Linked DNA regions of Ovis canadensis: region 1 is linked to region 2. The links are chromatin contacts, called in public Hi-C maps. All regions are on one chromosome and are shown on one strand. Each heading gives the region's core, a stretch centred on a gene start, on an enhancer-like site or on the middle of the called end of the contact. The rest is flanking DNA. Distances are from core to core; before and after follow the strand shown.

What was found. A called contact is a pair of places that touch in the nucleus more often than the background predicts.
Region 1: a contact with region 2 is called in a Hi-C map of fibroblasts, with 2.0 times the contacts expected there. The contact joins the promoter of REV3L here to the enhancer-like site in region 2. A contact is called at or near these places in 2 of 2 Hi-C or Micro-C datasets (fibroblasts and lung).

Annotation. Positions count from the first base shown.
Region 1 is chr8:36,989,404-36,994,590 of ARS-UI_OviCan_v2, reverse strand. REV3L (REV3 like, DNA directed polymerase zeta catalytic subunit) reads right to left here and starts at 2,328. Exons shown (of 33, transcript XM_069598110.1): 1 at 1,598-2,328. LOC138444735 (neuroligin 4-like) reads left to right here and starts at 1,673. Exons shown (of 6, transcript XM_069598111.1): 1 at 1,673-2,348; 2 at 2,459-2,560. The coding sequence starts at 1,735.
Region 2 is chr8:36,930,214-36,934,656 of ARS-UI_OviCan_v2, reverse strand. No RefSeq gene overlaps it. Among named protein-coding and RNA genes, the nearest start is that of TRAF3IP2, 52 kb to the right of the region's middle. Within about 2 kb of position 2,111, the one cell type or tissue checked has open chromatin away from gene starts, as enhancers often do. A contact at or near this core is called in fibroblasts, where this site is marked.

The sequences.
Region 1 (5,187 bases), core at 1,079-3,578, 60 kb before region 2:
GGCTGAACAGTTATATCAACATCACTATCTTATTTTTCCTCTGTACCTGAAGTGAAAAAAAAAAAACAGTATAATACACTGAAATTCCAATTAGAAATAAAGACAGCACCACCATACTTAAAAGGGCAGAAAATCTACCCTTTAAAACATTTTATTGCCTCTATTCTCCAGCCTCTGAGTTTCAGGTGTTACACTTTCAACAAATTGTTAACAGCATTCAAATGCCCCAACTTAAAAAGTCCATATCATCAAAAGCTTTGTCACTATTATAAAAAGAAATAGCAAATATCATTCTATCAAATCTCACTAACAACACTGAAATTTTTAACGACGAGAATTCACATTAAAAGACAACTGCTTAGAATGAGTGCTTGAGTTTGGCAAGTGCTATTATCTTGATAGCCCACAGGAAAACTGACTGTAGTAATAAGATGAATGGTGATTAGGGCAAGGAGCATCAAGTGGGAAATGCTATCTAAAATCCCATAGGGCAGTACATAGCTAGAGAGCATCTCTTTCTAGAAGGCAGCTCCATTATTTCACATAGGCAGTTCAAAGCGTGTAGAAAAGCAAAACAATTTAAAACCTTGCAAATCTGGCCACTATCCTACTTACACTATCATAAATTCCCAAGAGCTTCCGAGAACGTAGCTTCTGTCTCCCCACCCCACTTGTTCGAAATAGTTTTTGAAAACAAAACAGCCTATTAAAAAGTGTCTTGTCGTAAACGTACATGTATTTAAAATGCAATCCTGCAACCCAGCATAGGGACATTTCTTTAATGTTTGCGTTGCTGGGTTTAGCTGTGGTTCTTATGAAATTGACGCTATTAAGTGGGATGTTTTACACTGGGCGACATAAACATGCATTTCCTTCTTCCGCGGATACACACTTCCCTGAAAGCAACGCACCTGGGGGCGCAGCCCTGCCCCCAGACTCCGAGGCTTTACTTGAAACTCTAAGCAGTTACGATCTGCCCTCACAGCAGAACCACATGGTCACTTCAATGAGAAAGATTATCTGGCCCCAGGCGCCACTCTTAAGCCCACAGCATCTCCAGAAGGGGCAGAGGAGAGCGCTGCTGAGAAGAGGCGACGAGGAGCGACTGACAACAGAGCTGACACTTCCCTACTCCTCAAGCCGCGTCCAGCAAGGGGCACTTGGGAGACGCAGAGGCTGTCCGAGGTCCCACCAGTCACCCACCTCAGAGGGGGGCCCTGCGCGCCCGCTCACGGAAGACATGGCGCGGCCACCTGACCCCGTCCTCCGGGGCGAGAGCGACGCCCGCTCCGCCTGCCCGCGCGACCCCGAGTGTGCGGACCCGGCTCCCGACCGCCCCACGCAGTGTAAACACTCGGCGCCCGCCGCCTCCCCGCCTGGGGTTGGATGGGGGGAGGAGGGGGCGGAACGCTCTCGCGGACCCACATTTTTGCGCCTCTTGTCATGCTCGGGAGGAAAAGGCGAGGAGGGCGAAGGGGAGGGAAGACGCGGCGGCGATCAGCCGAGAGGGCCGGCGCCGGCGGCGTGCGCGCGAGTGCGCGGCGGGGAGAGCTGCCCGGGCGCCCGCCGCTCCCGCCCGCGCCCCGCGCCCGCTTACCTGCCGGGGTCGCTCCGAAGATTCGCACCACCGGCACCTTCTTGACAGGGGCCTGGGTGAGGGGGGATTGGCAGATATCCAGCCCCTGCAGCGGGCTGGCCATGTAGTAGTCGGCAGTCACTATCCTCACTGAAAACATGTTTGCCGCCGCCGCCGCCGCCTCCTCTTCACTAGCGACCTGGCAACGGCAGCAGCAGCGGCGGTTCCTTCCGCAGCGGCGGCCCCACAGCAGCGGCGGCGGCGGCGGCGGCGGCGCCCCCTCCCCTCACACTCAGACACGGCGAGCCGCGGCGGCGGGCGGGGCGGCGTGGGCACTGCTGCCGCCGCCTCCTCAGGAGCACCCGGCGAGGGGCGACCGGGGAGAAGCCCTCGCGCTTTCGTCGGTGCTGCTGCTGGTGCTACCGCCACTGCCGCCGCCGCCGGGAATTACACGGGCTCCTCGGTCCCCGGCTGCAGCTCTTGTTGCCATGATGATGATGTCACGGACGCAACCACTGGGGGAGGGGAGAAGGGGTTGTGTGTGTGTGAGCGTGTGGGGTGAAGGGAGGGCCAAGAGTAGTTGGGGGAGGGGACACGGCGGAAAGGGAGGGAGCGGGGCGGGCACCCGAGCGGGACACCCAAGCGGGGGGCCGAGTAGGTGTTTTTCTCCCCCCGCCCCCGGGCACGCCGCGAGGGCGGAGGCTGCAGGAGAGCCGGGCCCGCGCTGGGCACGGGGAATCGATGACTCGGCCGTTGGGCACGGCCACCTGGGGTGAGGGGCAGCGGAGGGAGGGGGCGGCGGAGCACCGATGTCATGGATGGGCTCGGAGGGCCCGGCGGGGAGGGGGGCGCCAGTGTTCAGGGTCGTTTTTTGGCGGCTAGGCGGGATTGGCCGGAGCCGCGGCGATCGCGCTCGCCTCGCCGACCGCCATTTCACATCCTGCAGAGAAGGCGGGGGCAGCCGCGGAAACGGCCTTTTACAAGGTAAGAAAACCCGCCCGGGGGAGCGGGGCGGGGTGGGGGGGTAGGCGAGGCGCAGATCTCGTGCCGCCTCGGCCTCGCGGGAGGCGGGGGTGGCGGACGCAGCCGGCCCTTCTCAGGTAACGCTGCGGCCTCGCGCGTGGCCCGGGGGCGGCGCGAGGGGCGGGGGCGCGCGAGCGCGGGCTTCGGCCTATAAAAGGGCCGCCCCGCCGTTCCCTCCCGAACGTGCGAGACGCCGGGCCCCCGCCTCTGCCGCCGTTCTGCAGTGTCTGCACCCGGCCGCTTAATGAGATTTATTCACGCTCGGCTCTGCTCATCTTTGCCAGGGGTTGGCAGATCCAGTGCACAGGGATTTCCCACCGCAGTGTTTTTCTCCCGCCCCTTTGCTTCCCTCTCGCCGTAGTATATCCTTCCTTGGTTTCCTCCCGGGGCCCGCAGGCTGCGTCCCGGGCGCGCGCCTGGACATGTAAGGACTTGTCAGTTCCCAGTGACCTCCCTCCTCCCCTGCCTTCTTCGGCGGAATGTAGGATTAAGAGCCCTTCAGCGAAATTTTCGGCCAAAGAAAAAGGCCCATGAAAGTCACCGCATCAGATGTGGACTCCCAGTGTTACTCATTAATGGTTTGTGTGAGGGTTTACTAGCCTAAGGCCAGAAAGCAAAAGGGAAGGCCCGTTAGACGAAACAACTTCATCCAAAAAGGAGGGGTGCAGTTGTGAAAGCAAGGGGTTAAAAGTGTAGTAAGCGATGCAGCTGAGTTGTCCATAATATTGGAACCATTAGGTTTTTGTCTGACTTGGTCACTAACACTGGGCGTGACCTTGGACAAATTGTTTTTTTCCGGGGCCTCAGTTTGCTCACCTGTGAAACGAGAGTTTTCACTTAAAAATTTGTAAGAGTTTCCTCCCAGTAAAATTATTTAAGCAGTAGACGGCAGAAACCGTGGTTTCGAGTTTGAAATATGCTACTGAATTAGGACTTTTGACAGTCATTTTCAATCTATCCAAATTAGAGATCGTTCTTTCACACATGTATTTCCAGGTGTATTTTAATGGTTAATAGGTTGCTATATATTTGAAGTGTTGTGAGAGATTCTCATTTGGAGATACTGTGGTTCTCAAAGTAGGAAAACCAGAAAGCTCAAAGGGAGAGCACTGGTAAGCTGTCTATAAATTCCACGACATAAAATGCTAATAAGAATCTGTGCTCCAGGGAATTCGAGACTGATTACCGCATCAAATTAGCTTGCGTTTTCAACCTGAGAGCATGATTATAAACATATCTTGCAAGATTTCTACTAATATCCAGAAAATTACCTAGTATTTTAAGAGGCAAAATCTCTTAAGTTGGTTTAAGTTTTAGATGGCAATGGAAGTGATTTTTAAAAAGGACTACCATACAAAATGCATTTTCTGGAAAAATATCTTGTACAAGCTGAATATCAGATGCACAGTACCAGTGATTCTCACAGTATTCTATGCCACTAGAGTGTTCTTTAAAATTTAAAATTTTGAAAAAAGATTTAATAGCTTGGCCCTTACTAAATCACATTTTTGAGGGATGGGACCTGGAAATCTGTCTTGTTAGCAACTCCACCCACCGCTGTTGTGGTTCTTTGATAATATAAAATCATGAATGTCTGTATTATATTACAATCTAGTAAACCCATAATATTTATACTATTCCTAACTAGAAAAAGGTAAAAGTGTTCCTGCCTGGGAAATCCCATTGACAGAAGAGTCTGGTGGGTTACAGTCCATGGGTCACAAGTGTTGAACACAATTTAGTGACTAAACAATTAGCAACCATCAAATTCACAGATTAGCTATTTCTAGAAAATGTTTTCTTTCCTCCTACCTCTTAAATCAACATCATTTACTTTAAGAAAAGGCAGTTGCAACCACCATTCCGATCCTTCTAGAACTCCAAGGAAGGAATGTTCACTCTTGAAGAAAAACATTTGCAGCATGAAATTAGGATATTGTGTCCAGTTACATGCAATTAAATTAATGCTCAGATTGAAAACCTGACAGTACTCCCCTAATTAATCACTGTCAAATGTGTTTTATAAATATATTCTTCAGAGGTAAGAAAGAGCTCTGGACTCTTGAGTTAGAGAATGAAAAACCATCATTTACTAGGTAAATGAGTTTGGAAAGATAACTGTTTTGGGGGGTTTCTTTCCTCATCTAAATGGAGAGTAATTCCTGTTTTAACTTTTATGGGATATTATATGAGATAATATATATAAAAGTATCCTAATAATCTTTGACATCAGACATTTAACTCATCTGAAAACAGTAAAATCATTTGGAACTCTTACCTACATACAATATGAGAAATGCTGAAATTGAACTCTATACTCAATAACCTTAAAGCATCTTTTTTAGTTGTTACTGTTAAGTGTTTGCCAAATGATTTGAGATATAGTGACAAAAGAAGCAGACATGTTTCCTGCTCTTAGAGGTTTTACAGTCTAGCATCACAGAAATGTATTATCGTCATATCAATGAACATGTGATCATCTCTTCTGGTTCACTGACCTATGCTCATCATGTCATGCCTTTAGTAAAAGCCTGCTCAGCCTTCTATACCAATGCTGTTCAATGTCTGTTAGCATCTGCCTCTTAGCA
Region 2 (4,443 bases), core at 862-3,361:
GCATTGGAACTCTCATGCTACCCTGGGTTATCAGAAACTTCCGCTTTGTGTGTCTTTTCAAAGAGTAAGTATATGCTGCTATCCAAAGACCTAGTTTAGAATCTTGACTTTCAAAAGTTTCAATGTGGGAAGGCCCTGCCCATCCACTTTGGAATGCCCCCCCACCCTTAAGCCTACCTCACAGCATGGTTTAGTGCCTGGCCTTGGTGATGCCACTTTGCCTGAGACGGTTTGTGCATGAAATCGTTTCCACACTGACACCATAGCTTAAATCCATTCTTCAGGCCACTTTTTTCTTACCAAGCTTAAAGATCAGGCGATGCATGGAGGGGCAACCAGGGCGTTGTGTGGGGGGATAGGTCTCTACAGAGGGGCAGGAGCTGATATGGGTCATCTTATTGGAGGAAAGAAAGAAGCAGGGGGTGCAGTGTAGTGCTGTGGAGCAGTAACTGCTGCCTGAGAGTTTTAGACACAGCTGGTGGCACAATTCTTCTTGGGTTGGATGTGTTTTGCCCAAACCTAGTGTAAAACTGGACTTCCCTGGTAGCTCAGATGGTAAAGAATCTGCCTGCAATGCAGAACACCCAGGTTCGATCCCTGGGTTGGGAAGATCTCCTGGAGAAGGGAACCCACTCCAGTATCCTTGCCTGGAGAATTCCATGGACAGAGGAACCTGGTGGGCTACAGTCCATGGGGTCACAAAGAATCAGACATGATTGAGCAACTACTTCACTTTTAGAATAGAATTGTCCCTGTCCTAAGAGCCTGTTATGAAACTCTTGAGCATCTTGTTTGAAACTCAAACAACAGCATCTTGTTTTGAAACTCAATTTGAAGCCAGAATGGAAGTTTTCCTTTAGTCACAAAGTGAGAGCAATGAAAATAGTACCATCCTGCTGTGTTGGTTTAGGCCTTGGAACAATAGACTGTCAACTTTTCTTTCTGATTTAGGAGGGTTTTACAAAATCTCCATATTTTGTGTACATTTTGGACATGAGAATCTGTCACCTCAGACCCCATCTCAGATGGATTTAAAGCTCAGAGAAACAGCAGCTCTCTGCAAGTTTCTGAGTAACTGAACTTTGTTATAGCAACAGACTGGGAGATAGAATCAGTTAATCCCTGAACCCAAGGAACCCTTGGCCCATATCCCAGATAATGCAAGATACTGAAAACTGGTTGGGTCCCAGACTCACCTAAACACATTTCCCCTCCCCCTGGAAGATTGCAGCTTTTGACCACCACCAGCATGAGAGCCCCACCTCCCCATCACACCGTTGAACGCATGAACAGGCGGATTTCTGGGCCAGGCATCACCTGGAAGGTGGCAAAGGCCAGACAGGTACCTGTAGCCCAGCTGCTGCTCAGCGATGAGGCTGGCGGCCAAGCCGAGTGCCAGCTTTTCAAAAACAGCCCTTTTGATAACACTGATTACATTTCCCTCACCAGAGCCTTGGGCTGATTGAGCAACAGCCAGCTTCTCCGGGTAACAAAGAGGAGGGGGAAAGTAATCCAAACACAGGTTTTATTATAAAAACCTGGGAGTGAGAGAAGTCTGTTTATTCTGTAAGATAACACACCTGCTCAGGGCCCCGGAGGCTCATTTCCATCAGTTGCCATGGCAAACTCGTTATACTTCAAGGCCATGTGGCTTTGTTTCCTTTTGCGATCTGGTCCTTGTCCTACCTTTCCTAACAACTCCAGCACAATGACATGAGGCCTGCGACAGCATAATTGATTTCTCCTTCCCTCTATCAACAGTTCACATTTGCTGGGCACAGGACTGAGCCTGCCTCCTCCTTTGAACTCCTAGCTCACCATGAAGGCGTGCTTCAGAGAGCCATCCTCATTAACATTCCAGCTCCCCCTTCCCTGTCAGCGATAAACAAGCCCCGCATCAATGGCCTCCTTCCTTCCAGCTTTACAAACGAGTGGCTCAGTTCCCTGTCTCGCTGCCGATCCAGGTGCCCAGGCTTACAATGCGGGGCTGAGAAGCACGCGGGAGGGACTAAAAATAGAACAGCAGTTTTGGCCGCATACCAGAGCAGCTACTTCATCTCAACTTGCTTTGCACACTAAGCCTAATGGGATCCATCAGGCATGAGTTCTCTCGCCCTCCCTCTCTCTCTCCCCCGCTGCCATCTACCATCAGCACCTTCCTGGTGAAGGGAGCCAAGGGAAGTCAGGCAAAGGGCAAGAAGCCTGCGCCCTCCTGGTCTTGGTTCACAGGTCCTGAGAGACACAGGGGCTGCAATTACGCCTTCCATACAAGTGTTTCTGGAAAAGAGCAGGCAGGTCCAGACCATGGTCACCTTTGCCCAGGTACATGCCGATCCAAGACTTCCATTGTTTACCAAAGGCTCAAATATCACTTCCTAAACACCTGTGTAAGTGTAACTGAGCCCCAGACTCAGACAGTCCTTGGGAGATTCAATAGAGAACTGAACTACACTGAGCATCCCCCTTGCAGGTCCCACCTGCTTGGCTTGAGGCTAAAGATTTGTGAGTAAAAGCATGGCACAGATGGAGGGGCTGTGGCACACGTGGGTGGGTTGGCAGCACGTGACTGCCCAGGGTCTTTGAAAGCCTCCCACCAGCATCTCATGATTCTATCTGAAAGCCTTTTGCAATAGAAAATGAAACAAATCAGTATGATGTTAGGAACATGCTGTCCTGCCTGGGCACCAGGCCTTCCCAAATGCCAGCTGTATTGAATGAGCCGGGCTCCTTTATGTTGTTGACGTTCATCTCTTCCCAAAGCCTCCCCACTACCCACAGGAGAGGTAGCCAGACCCATCCATTTCTCATTGCTTCATCTGAAAGGTAGTGCAGGTGTTCCAAACAGTTATATATCACTCCAACCAGGGTCACTTTTATAGAATCAGAAGAGGGGAGAGGACAAAAGAAAAAAGGAGGGAGGGCGAGATGACCATCACAGTATTAAAAAATAAAAACCTTTGCTTTGTTGTTTTGGAAATTGACAGATACAACAAAAAGAAACCAATCTCCTAGCAGGTTTTGTCTGTAGGCTTCTGGAAGGTGTCAAGGTCTTTTCAACTGTGCCTGTTTCCTGGACGAGCAGGATAAAATAAATATGTCAAACGACTTCAAGAAAAGTCACACTCCATGTAATCACAACTATAATTAATTCCCCAAAGAATTTCCCACAGAACAAGTTGCAACGTGATCATTTAATCCTTTAGCCACCGCGGTGCAGCTTCCCTCAGGCCGCCTATGTTCATGAGGCTCAGTTTACCTCCAGGAGATACTGGGTCATTTGCTGAATAAATCTACCTTCAAACCCTAGAAAAGTTCTAGGTTCACAGAATAAATGTCTGCAGATGTGCAGCCAGGGTTATCTGGCTTCTAGCCCGAGGATGAGGCTTTGGTGGAGCCACGGTTTCTCTGTACCCCATTTTTCTCATGCATAAAACAAAACTGCAGAGGTGCGTGAGTTTTAGGTCCTTTCCAGACCAATGACTCCAGGGCAGAAATAAATGATACAAGAATTAAATTTGTATTGGTGATTTCATTCATCCTTTTTGGTTTGGGTGGTTGTTTATTGGTTGGTGGGCCTGGACAGAACTATTTATCTTGAAAAATACTGCATGATTCTTCAAGAGAAGAGGCATTTGTTCTTCGTGGGACATTTTCCCACAGTCTCACCTTCCTTCTCTTTCATTTGCCACTAGGAGGTGGGTCTCACTGATTCTTCTTGGTTAATTAAGAAGAAACAGAAAGATCCTGTGTTTTGAGAGACTTTCTGGATTGTTTCCCAGTGATCACAGGGCTTTGCAATTCATTTGGCAAACATGATGGTGACAATGGGGCATTTGGCAAAGTGGATGAGGTGGTTGATGAAGTGACTGAGGTTGAGAAGAATGCTGTTGGCAAAACATCATGAACCAAGTTCTGGAATGTTCAAAATGGAGAGCTTGCCCCTCTTGCTGACATGACTCTGAGAAAAACCCAGTCTTTAAATAGGTGATTTATTTAATAGGAAGCAAAGAAAAAGGGTATCAACAATTTTTCTGAGCACTGAGCTGAGAAAGACTTTGACTATAGTCTAATACTTTGACTATAGCCATGAACTGAGATGTCTTTGAATAATACAGAAGTTAAACAGATGCTTTGGAACTAGTCACTGACATTAAAAATTACATTTAAAATATTTAAAAGTTTGTTGTTTTTTTGGCCACCGTGCAGCTTGTGGGACCTTAGTTCCCCAACCAGGGATTGGACCTGGGTTCACAGCAGTGAAAGAGGCAAGTCCTAACCACTGGATCACCAGGGAACTCCCTAAACATTACATTTTAAATATTCAGGTCAGGTCTGAACAAAGCCTTGAGGCTAAGAGGTTTTTTTTTTATTGAGTCAGACCTACCCCACTTCCACCCCACAAATATCTGCAGATGAATGCAAGAGGACCAGGGTAATGTCTAA